Linked DNA regions of Arabidopsis thaliana: region 1 is linked to region 2. The links are chromatin contacts, called in public ChIA-PET maps. All regions are on one chromosome and are shown on one strand. Each heading gives the region's core, a stretch centred on a gene start, on an enhancer-like site or on the middle of the called end of the contact. The rest is flanking DNA. Distances are from core to core; before and after follow the strand shown. Region 1 holds the start of PUP12 (purine permease 12). Region 2 holds the start of AT5G41060 (DHHC-type zinc finger family protein).

The links. ChIA-PET counts read pairs in DNA pulled down with a chosen protein or histone mark.
Region 1: an H3K4me3 ChIA-PET map of shoot shows a contact between it and region 2, with 11 read pairs. The contact joins the promoter of PUP12 here to the promoter of AT5G41060 in region 2. A contact is called at or near these places in 1 of 26 Hi-C or Micro-C datasets (root) and 1 of 2 datasets of contacts at active chromatin or transcription factors (shoot).

The regions. Positions count from the first base shown.
Region 1 is chr5:16,475,143-16,480,725 of TAIR10.1, forward strand. It overlaps PUP12 (purine permease 12), which reads left to right and starts at 1,977. Exons shown (of 2, transcript NM_001344389.1): 1 at 1,977-2,041; 2 at 2,204-3,294. The coding sequence starts at 2,038. The coding sequence ends at 3,294. UVH1 (Restriction endonuclease, type II-like superfamily protein) reads right to left here and starts at 2,275. Exons shown (of 9, transcript NM_123480.4): 1 at 912-2,275; 2 at 609-832; 3 at 426-511; 4 at 93-242. The coding sequence starts at 1,777. It overlaps AT5G41170 (Pentatricopeptide repeat (PPR-like) superfamily protein), which reads right to left and starts at 5,442. Exons shown (of 1, transcript NM_123482.3): 1 at 3,344-5,442. The coding sequence starts at 5,301. The coding sequence ends at 3,718.
Region 2 is chr5:16,433,012-16,438,656 of TAIR10.1, forward strand. AT5G41060 (DHHC-type zinc finger family protein) reads left to right here and starts at 2,142. Exons shown (of 5, transcript NM_123471.4): 1 at 2,142-2,674; 2 at 3,132-3,314; 3 at 3,392-3,682; 4 at 3,770-4,003; 5 at 4,089-4,794. The coding sequence starts at 2,591. The coding sequence ends at 4,529. It overlaps AT5G41050 (Pollen Ole e 1 allergen and extensin family protein), which reads right to left and starts at 1,447. Exons shown (of 2, transcript NM_123470.4): 1 at 894-1,447; 2 at 232-813. The coding sequence starts at 1,065. The coding sequence ends at 467. RWP1 (HXXXD-type acyl-transferase family protein) reads left to right here. Exons shown (of 4, transcript NM_180780.2): 4 at 1-294. The coding sequence ends at 75. It overlaps DRB5 (dsRNA-binding protein 5), which reads left to right and starts at 5,254. Exons shown (of 4, transcript NM_123472.3): 1 at 5,254-5,435; 2 at 5,528-5,645. The coding sequence starts at 5,536. It also overlaps AT5G00575.

The sequences.
Region 1 (5,583 bases), core at 727-3,226, 42 kb after region 2:
GGGAACTTGAATGCTAGTTTCTAGTGACAGGGTACATATCGGTTGTTAATGAATGATGTAAGATCTAGCAAAACGGAGTTATCTGACTGGACCTTCTGTGGATTGTTTGTGATGCAATCTTCAAGCTGCATGCAGGACCGTTCATCTTTGCAAGCCACAAGAACTATTCCATTGTTGTCACTGTTATCTTCCTCAGAAAAAGCCTGCTTTAGTCTTTCTTCTTGTGTCTCCTCTAAAATTTCCTGTATTAATCACAGGCATACCATTACGTTTAAGGCTAATCCATGAAAACATAGAGTGTGGCGACCAAATCAAAGAGGTAAACAACAAAGAACAGATATGGTCACTAGCTAAACCAACTTCCATCATCAAATTAACAGTAACAGAGATACGGCATTGAAACTGAAACTCACTCAGTCACTCACACGTAAGACTTTCCATTTTGGTGCCTCTTCCAGAACTTCTTCTACAACAACGCCAGTAGCCACATTTGTTGCCGTTTCCCCACCAACTGATTCAAGTCCAATTATCAGGAAATTTTTCGAATGCTTATAACACACATGTCACTAGATGCAAAATACAACCATTATAGATCAAGAATTAGTTACCTGCTTCTACAGAGTCAGTTTCGCCCTTCGAATTTCTCTTTTTACCACTCTTATTCTTAACATGTTCTTTTGACTTGACATCACTTGCCTTCACGAGACGATACACTCGTTTCTTTGCAAAATCAAATATTTTATAGCTGGACTCTGCAAATAACCAAACAGACCGATAGCTCTCTGATACCCTTAGTGTATCCAAGAACTTGAGAAAACTCACAGCATCATACCTACACAGAAATACCAACTTGAAGGTTTTGCATAAGAACATTACTGATCTACAGAGAAGAGAGACAGAGCTATTATTACCTAACAAGATAATCAAGCAACTTCCTTAAAGTCTTCAAATCAGAAACAAGCTGTTTTGTCCTTTTCCCCAAAGTATGCCAAATAGGATCAAGCTGCCTCCTCACAATCTCATCAAAGGACTTAAACAAACCACTCTCTACAGTCAAATCATCAACATCAACTTTATTAGTCTTCTTCATCTCCTTGAGACAAGCATCCATTACTTCAATGATAGCTTTCTGTATTCCCACCATGTAATTCGACATCGAAACCCTAATATCCACAACCTCAGGTGGTTCTCGCTCCAATTCCTGAGACACATCCAACTGAAACCTTGGCCATAGATGGATTTTACGGAGGAAGAGAGCACGCATGGTGCGTTCAGTCTTGGCGAAACCGGAAACCATAGCTTGCGGTCTATCGGAAAAAGCGCGTATATAAGCAGAGCTATTTAGGGATTTGACAATTCGTATAATGAATGCTTCAGTGGAGGTTTCGGAAATCGAATGAGCATTGAGGATGAAGATTCCGGCGAGTGAAGAAACTGGAATCCGTTGAGTCAACAGATCGACGATGAGAATCCGCGGCGTGATGAAGAAAGGAGAACCGGAGGTGTAAAGCGAGTAACGCTGATTCGCCGGAAGATCTGCGGTGATTTCCGTCGGAGTAGGAGAATCAAGAGAGGAGATGTAATGGATGATTCTGGATTTTAGAGATTGAGCGGCGGGGGAGAGGAGGAGAAGTAGAGTTCCTTGCGACGGAGAGTGAAGGATGAGGAGAGAAGCGATTAATTTAGCGAGGGAGAGACCGGAGGAAAGGATTAATAATCCGCCATTAGAGTCCTCGAGAAGGTCTGATATGATCTGTTGGTGATATTTCAGCGCCATTGAAGAAGACGACGACGCAAATCGGAGAAACTGATTGATGAAGAGTGAAGACGATAGAAAAAACCTTTCCTGGGTCAAAAACGTTCAAACTTCAAAACGGCGTCGTTTAAATAAAGTATTTTTCGAAACCGGTTTCGATATTTCCTATATTAATTCTTTCTTAACCGGTTTAGGTTAGCTAAGAAAAAGAAGAAAGGTCCTGAGACTTGTCTTATAATCCTCAACCAGACTTGATCCATTAGTCAACTCTTCTCTTCACAATGGGTAAATCTCTCTAATTTTCCTCATTTCAATTTAGATTCTAGAAATGTAGTGAATTGTGTAATGATCAAAACCCAATTCCCAGATTCTTATCAAAGTTTTCATAAAAGGGACAAAATTTCTTGAAAGATGTGAACTTTTATGTGTTGTTTTTGTTGGTAACAGATGAAGAAGAAGCAATGTTGCTGCTTAAGGAAGAAGATGAAGGAAGACGAAGAACTAGTGTTCCTACACAACTCATGAAACTAAATAGAAGCCAATGGTGGATTCTTGTTTTCATAAGCATCTTCTTTCTCATCTCTGCTCAAGCCATTTCTGTTCTTCTTGGTCGGTTTTATTACAATGAAGGTGGAAACAGTAAATGGATCTCTACTCTTGTTCAAACTGGTGGCTTTCCCATTCTTTATCTCCCTCTTTCTCTCCTTCCTGCTTCACAATCTTCTTCTTCTTCTTCTTCTTCTTCTTCTTTCAAGACTCTGGTTTGGATTTATCTTTCTCTTGGTTTTGCTATTGGTTTAGATAATTTTTTATACTCTGTTGGACTTTTGTATCTCTCTGCTTCAACTTATTCGATTCTATGTGCTTCACAGTTAGCTTTCAATGGTGTCTTCTATTATTACATCAATTCTCAGAAAATCACTTGTTTGATTTTCTTCTCAGTGTTGTTTCTCTCTATCTCTGCTGTGTTGGTTTCTCTTGACGATGATTCAAATAGCCCATCAGGAGATTCTAAGTGGAGTTACTTGATTGGGTGTTTCTGTGCAGTTTTTGCTTCTCTTATCTATTCTCTTCAGCTCTCTCTTATGCAGTTTTCTTTCGAGAAGGTTCTCAAGAGTGAGACTCTCTCTATGGTTCTCGAGATGCAAATCTATACGTCGCTTGTGGCTTCTTGTGTAGCGGTTATCGGATTGTTCGCAAGCGGGGAATGGATGTTGTTGAGTGTGGAGATGGAAGAGTTTCAGGAAGGTCAAGTCATTTATGTTTTGACTTTGGTCGGGGCAGCGGTTTCGTGTCAATTGGGTTGTGTAGGAGCCGTGTCGCTTATATTTCTGGTGTCTTCGCTGTTTTCAAACCTTATTAGTACGCTCTCACTCATTGTTACGCCTCTCGCGGCCATTGCGGTGTTCCATGACAAGCTGACTGAGGTTAAGATGGTGGCGATGCCCATCGCCTTCACAGGATTCACGTTTTATATCTACCAGAACTATCTTGATGACTTGAAAGTACAAAGAGCACGAGAAGCTCAGGCCGAATGATTTATTAAACTCTACTAAAAAAGCTCTAAAGATTGACATTGAGTAATATTTCTCGGTTGCATGTCTCCAAAATATACTTAAATTTGTCGTTACGTAATACAGTTCAATCTTTGTGCACTGTCTAAAGGAACCTATACTGTTCAATAACTTATGAATTTGTAACTTACAAATTGTGGTCTACCAACTCATTTGCTTCTCTGCACATTCTTTACGAAGTCTTTTTGTTCAATACACTGTCTGGAATAAACACTATTCAATTAGTCATTCTTCATTTTCACTAACAAAACAACCTCACAGCTTCACGAAACCCTCGCTTCGCAAAGACCGTGTAAACTGCTACTACACCATCATTCTCTGTAAGTTGAAGAAGCATCATCAGAGAATCCTCAACACTATGATCAGTTATGCTATGGTGTCACCTAATTATGAAACCCCATCTTCTTTCATTTTCCTAAACAACACATGAGCTTCATGCTTTAACCCTTCCCTAAACAATCCTGATATCATTGTAGTATATGTTACAACATTAGGCTTCACTCCTTTTGAAGGAAGGCTACAAAATAAATTAACAGCATTTTTCACTTTACCAGCCTTGCACATCCCTTGAATGATGATGGTATATGTAATAATTCCAATATCCATCTCTCTCTTTCGCATATCCTCGAATACCATCAAGGCTTTCTCTAGCTTCCCATTATAACATAGACCATGTAACAAGACGTTGTAAGTCCAAATATTGGGAGCGACACCATCCATTTCTCTCTTTTGCATATCCTCAAATATCATCAACGCTTTCTTTACCTTCCCGTTATAACATAGACAATGTAACAAAACATTATAGGTCCTAATATTGGGAGGCACGCCACGAGAAACCATATGACTAAAAACTTCTTGGGCGACATTAGGTTTGCCCACTTGACCAAAACCTTGGATAAGAGTAGTGTAAGTGATAGTGTTCCCAGTCAATCCTTTTTGGGACATCTCGTAGAAGATTTTCATCGCATCATCTACCTTCTTACACTTGCAAAACCCGTTTATGAGAGAAGTATAAGCCACTACATCTGGAAAACAACCCTTGGTTTCCATCAAATAAAACATTTGTCTGGCCTCATCTACACAACCTTCCATGCAAAACCCATTGATCAATGAAGTATAGGTGAAAATATTAGGAGCTATAGACATACGAATCATCTCATTGTACAATTCTTCAGCATCCAAAAACTTTCCTTCTTTCACAAACGCATCGATCAATGCATTGAAAGTGATTACATCAGGTTTGATTTTCCTCTTCGTCATACCCCTCAGCAATGAATCAGCATCTCTCCATCTACCAGAGTTACAAAGACCGTTCACGAGAGAGGTGTACATAACAACATCCGGTCTAATCCCGTAGTTTTCCATTTGATCGAAAAGGCTCAACGCGTAATTCACATGCCCGTTTTTGCAAAGACTATCAATGATTGTTGTATACATTACAACATCAGGTTTAATCCCCATCTCCACCATCTGATTCACCATAGACATAGCCTCCTCCATTCTATTCCCGAGACAGAACCCATTGATCAGAGAAGTAAACGTGACAATATCAGGCTCAAAACCAAGTTTCATCATCTTCCCAAGAAAAGATGAGGCAAGATAAGGCTGAGAAGATTGGCAGAAACAATTCATCAAAAGATTGCAAGTATAGAGATCATGTGAAACTCCCATTATCTGCAGATGGTCGCAGAGATTGATCACAACATCAAACTTCTTCATTTTGGCAATAACATTCAATAACTTAGTGAAATCGATAATTGAAGGAAGAGGACGAGACTCAACCATGTGAGTGAACAAATCGAGAGCTTCATTAAACTGAAGAGAGTGAAGACCATTTCTCAAAATCTCTCGGTAATTACAAAAAGCTCGAACCCAGAAACTAAGATCTAAAAGGCGGCTAAAGGAGAGAGCTTTTCCAGAATTACCTTTCACAAGACGATTTCGGTGAAGTTGAAAAAATCTCATCGCCATTAACGCAAATCCCAGACGAAATTGATTATGCCGTTGATCGATTTACTACAAAAGCTACAAAAAAGTTTGGATGAGATCGAAGGTCGTTGTATTTAAGAAGCCTAATTTTCGTTTACTTGGAAGATACGAAGAAGATGAAATTTGAGATTTGAGTAAAGAAGCGGCGGAAGAGAAGATGGCGAATATTTGTACACGTGTATTGGTTTGACTTTTGTATAATATCGTTGACTTCACGTAACCAGTCTACAACGACCGGTTAACTAAATCGGTTTGTTCATTTAC
Region 2 (5,645 bases), core at 892-3,391:
AGAAGCATCAATGTGCTTCTTGGACTTCCCGCTACAGCCATGGATGTGTTTCAAGAACAGTTTTTACAGATATAATATGAACAACGACAAAATACAAATATCTGGCAATTATTGTCAAAACCTATTCGTTTTACTCTGTTTTTCTTGCTTCCTTTTTTTTTTATCTTTTTGATTTATGCTGAATTATTATTGTTATCTTCATCTTAAACTTGTCTGTATCTTGCATCAAGTTTCAACCATAAATTTATATTATTTCAAACTATATTGTAATAATATTATTACTTGAACTGTTTCAGAGATGTTGATGTTTTTAACAAACTAAAACTCATATATAAATAAAATAACAAAAGTCTAAAGATAAAATACAGAGGACAAGAAGACAGAACAGAGTGATCCTGTTCTTGTCTTAAGGACAAAGTTAGAGTAGAAACAAACAAAGACTTAGATTATTGCAGTTTGTTCTCTATTACTTGCCACACAAATGAAGATTCTTCTCTAAAGGTCTGAAATTTAAAGCAGTAAACCCATAGACACAGAGATTAGATATCTTGGACTTAAACACAACCTGCTCCGTTGTAGTTCTGAAGCCAGGAACGTTGCAGGAATCTTTGGACCTACCGATCAAGCTTGCTTGACAGGAAGCCATTAGAGAATCTTTCTTTGCTTCAGCGGCGCAAGCAACGCCTTCCAGAGACGTTATGTCTAGCTTGTAGAGTCCAAGCTCATTTGTGGTTCGATTTGCAGAGAACGTAATCATCTCTCTAGTTCTCGATGAAGCTGAATTGAATCTGCAGATTATTCTCACTTCCACACCTGTATTTTTTTGTTCAGTTAAAACAAAAGTGAGAGACATTTTAACTATAATTTCAAACAATGTTGATAAGATTCTTTACCGGGAATGAAATAGCTGTGATTGGAGAAACTGTTGTTGGAGCAGACGTCGCAGTAAACAAGACCCATTACAGTGATCTTTCCATTTGGTTTGGCTGAAGAATGTTTCAGAGACAGAGAGTTTAAGGACAGAAGTTGCAGAAGTAACAGAAGCATTATCAGTTTCTGCTTCATGTTCACAAGTTTCAGTTTTTTTCTTTATCCTTGGATAAACACTTGTTTACAGATGAGGTTTCCTTTTTGTTTATGTGGTTGATGAAAGAAACAGACAAAGAATGGGCCAAGTGGTTAAAGACAAAAGAACAAACAAAGATCAAACAGTAACTCCATTCAAACAAAGCTTCAAGCTTGTCTTTTTTATAAAACTCAAGACTCTTGTGGAAAAAGAGATGAGTAAAGAGAGGCACAAAGAGATGAGAGGCCAATTAAAGGAAAAGTAGAGAAACTGAGAGATTGGTTGGTTAGGTTTAACATTTATTGAGCTCTCATGCTCTCTATTTTAAGGGTTTTTGTCTATGAATCCCCTTATAAAAAATGGCTAAAACTGGAAAATGGAAGGGAGAAGGTAAGCCACTAGTGTGTATATATATGTGTATGGACCACTGAAAGTGAAGTGTAAACATCATCAATTCATCAGCATAAACACCAAGAAAGTAGTCAGAGGATATGGCTCTTTAAATATCAATACAAGAAGCCAAACTATGATATTTTCCCGGTTTACTCTCGGTTGTGGCTGAATTCTGGAAAGAGAATTTCAGGTTAACTAACTATACAAAGATAAGCTCACATTATAGACTTTTGTTCGTCACATTATAGAACAGCATAAGACTTTATTGCATAACAATTTCAGGTTTAAGTGTACTAGAGAAGATAAGCTTACATTACAAGTTCATCAGTTGGAAACAATATATGGGCTTGAGCTTTAAAGAAGGCCCATTAAGCTTGAAATTGTTCTTCATGTAAGATTGCTGCAGATTTTACTTTAATTTTTTTTTTCTTTTTTTCTTTTGCCCTTAAATTCTTGTAATGCTTCTAGGTGACTCCATCCACTTTATGTGTTGTTTCCCAATCATTTCTATTTTCAACTTTATTTTTTCCTTTCACAAATTATTTTAAGTTTTAACATTATTTTCTTCAACATACGAAATTTATACAGTAGTTTTTTTTTGCAGGTACATATAAATCAATAGTTGAGAAAAAGTGGAAAACAATAGAGATAAAAAAAATTAGATGTAAATTCGCTGTAAAACAAAATGTTTAAATTTCTTTTCCGTTATCGAATCTCTTTTATGAATAACAAGGTCGAGTACTCAAGGTAAGGAAACAGACCATTAGAAAAGTGCCACGTCAGCTTATTTCGTTCTTCACTTTTAGCTTCTGAAAAGTACTTTACCTGAACTAAAACGACGGTGACAGACTGACTCCAGTAGCTGCTAACAGTCGATTTTTAAAATATTATATTTATTTGCAGGAAAAAAAAAAAGTGAAGGAAGAAGAAGAAGTTGGAGAAGCCAAGAGCAAATCTAATTCTCTGACTACTCTCATTTTCATGTCGGAGACTTGCCGAAATCTAAAGAATTTCTTCAACGGAGACTGAAAAGCTTTCTCTTTTCTTCTTTCGTTATCTTCGTTTTAGTGTTTTCCCCTTTGCTTACATTTGAAGAAATCGAGAGCAAGCGATAGAAAGTGAGAGAGAGAGATGTATGTGGTGACGCCTCCTCAAAGATCCGGTTTTGGATCCGATTGTGATTTACGGGTTTACCAAACATGGAAAGGAAGCAATGTGAGTTTTAATGTGAAAGCTTTAGGTTTTGGAATTACTTGCTTCTGTGTTTATACTTGAGCTAGTTTTCTGTTATTTTTCCTATTATTGTGTATAAATTAATTATTAATCCGTTCATGGGCTCAGTTTACTCTGTTTCCAATCTTGTAAAGCTTAAAAATTGGGACTTGGGTTTGTGTTAGAAGTGTAGCTTTCTGGGTAGTTGTCTACATTTAATCATGAAATCTTTACCTTTAATCAATACCTTAGGACATTATCTGAATATGCTTGCTACATTTATAGGAATGCTTCTTCATACAAAGGTTATATAGTTGATGCTGTCTGTATATTGCTTTCAATGTCGAATTTAAATCTGGTTTAGTAGTAACCTAGTGGAATTAAACATTTTGAGGTTTGTTCCTTAAATCCTTCTACCCAAAGTGTTAACATATTTTCTAAATTTGTCCCATTTCTGCAGATATTTTGTCTTCAAGGAAGGTTTATCTTCGGGCCGGATGTAAGATCACTTGGTCTGACCATAAGTCTTATTGTGGCACCTGTTACAATTTTCTGCATCTTCGTCGCTAGCAAACTAATGGATGACTTCTCTGATAGTTGGGGAGTCTCAATAATCCTTGTTGCTGTTGTCTTCACCATTTATGTGAGTACAAAAGTTTAGCTTTGCATTGTAAAACGTTTTGTGACTGGATCATTCATAACAATTAATGCTTCCCTCAGGATTTGATTTTGCTGATGCTTACATCCGGAAGAGATCCAGGGATTATCCCAAGAAATTCTCATCCTCCAGAACCAGAAGTTGTTGATGGCAACACGGGCTCGGGAACAAGCCAAACTCCAAGATTGCCTCGTGTTAAAGAAGTGGAAGTTAATGGAAAAGTATTCAAGGTCAAGTACTGTGATACTTGCATGCTCTATAGACCGCCTCGCTGCTCACATTGTTCGATTTGCAACAACTGTGTAGAAAGGTTTGACCATCACTGTCCTTGGGTTGGTCAATGTATTGCTCAAGTAAGTTTCTCGGTTTTTCGTTTTCCTGTCCGTTAGTTTCTGACATCAGTCTATATAATTCATCTCATTCTCCTTGGGAATTTGCAGAGAAACTATCGATTCTTCTTCATGTTTGTCTTCTCCACGACTCTTCTCTGTGTATATGTGTTCGCCTTTTGTTGTGTCTACATAAAGAAGATCAAAGAGTCCGAAGATATAAGTATCTTGAAAGCAATGCTCAAAACTCCAGCTTCCATTGCTCTGATACTCTACACATTCATATCTACATTCTTCGTTGGAGGCTTAACATGTTTCCATCTCTATCTCATCAGCACAAATCAGGTACCCTAATCATTTGCCTCTTTCTGAAAAAACCTCTCTCATTCGATATGCGTGTTTAATCGTTTGATCTTTCTTTATTCTGTAGACTACATATGAGAATTTCAGATACAGTTATGATCGGCATAGCAACCCACATAACAAAGGAGTGGTTGATAACTTCAAAGAAATCTTTTTTTCTCCAATACCTCCTTCAAAGAACAACTTCAGGGCTATGGTACCAAGGGAAAATCCAATGCCGTCGAGATCAGTTGTTGGCGGTTTTATGAGTCCAAACATGGGAAAGGCCAATGATGATATTGAAATGGGGAGGAAGGGTGTTTGGGCAATGGCTGAACATGGTGATGGCAAAGATGGCAATAACAATGAACGGTTTCATGTTAACGACAATGAGTTAAACGAGTTATCACCAGACATGGGGAACATAGTGAATGGTGATGAGCAAATCAATAGGCCAAACAATCACCCGAGGAACGCAAACTGGGAAATGTCACCAGAAGTTATGGCCTTATCAGCAAGAAGAGCTTAGAAGCAGGTTAAGAGAAAATTGAAAGGTGTTTTAAATGTTTGATGTATTGATGTGTTGTGTGTTTACACGGGAATCAATTGTGAATTGGTGTGATATTTTCAGATGTTATGAGTATTTTTAGTTGTTCTTCAGACATTTAAATCGTAAATCATTGTGTGTTAGTGTAATCTATGACTTATCTTTCACAGAATGAGAAAACAAAATGAATACCGACGATTTTCATACTGTACTTTGCATATGATAAAAATTGCAGAAACTGAATTTTCAGACAAGTGGACCAGAAGACCAGACAACTCTTATTATAGTCTTCATTGAAGCACGGCTCTGTAATAAATGCAAAAGAGCTCTAAAGGCTTCTTATTTGTTCTTCAAAGCTCTAAAGTCTAAAGGTTAGAGATTTAACATCACAAGCCAACATTTTTGGTTTAGGAAATTGAAGATTAGCAATAATATAAAGTTTTTTTGGCATTGAACAAAGACAAAACACAATGAACATAATCAACAAATTGGTCAAACTAAACATTAATAAGTGCCTCAAAGTATCAGACTAAATCATTTTCACTAACATTTATGAAAAAATAACTGTTATTAACTGAGGACGAAGGTAACTGACCAGTCAAACATCATAGACAAAGACAATAAAGAGAGTCAATAGCATTGTTCATAATTGTTATTTGTATGCACATGTTATAAATTATATAAAAAGACTAACCTTATTTCAATTGAGATGTCACTATTACTGTTTTAGCATCCTCTTCTACTCTTTATTTAGAACCTTTAGTACCTTACCATGTGAGTGAAGAGTTCAAAAACCTCTGCAAAAACTTTCTTTTTTATCTCTCTCTCTTCTTTAAACTTACTTTCAAACACTAAATAGCCAAAACTTAAGATACCAAATTTCAACAGGTCGGCTTTTTCGTTTGTCTTCTCTTAAGACTTTACCAAAAGAGATTTGTGGTTTCTGGAGTTGACTTTGGTTGATTTTGGTGTATTTACAGGGGAAAAAATGTATAAGAATCAGCTTCAAGAGCTTGCACAGAGAAGTTGTTTCAACTTACCATCATATACTTGCATAAGAGAAGGACCAGATCATGCTCCAAGATTCAAAGCTTCTGT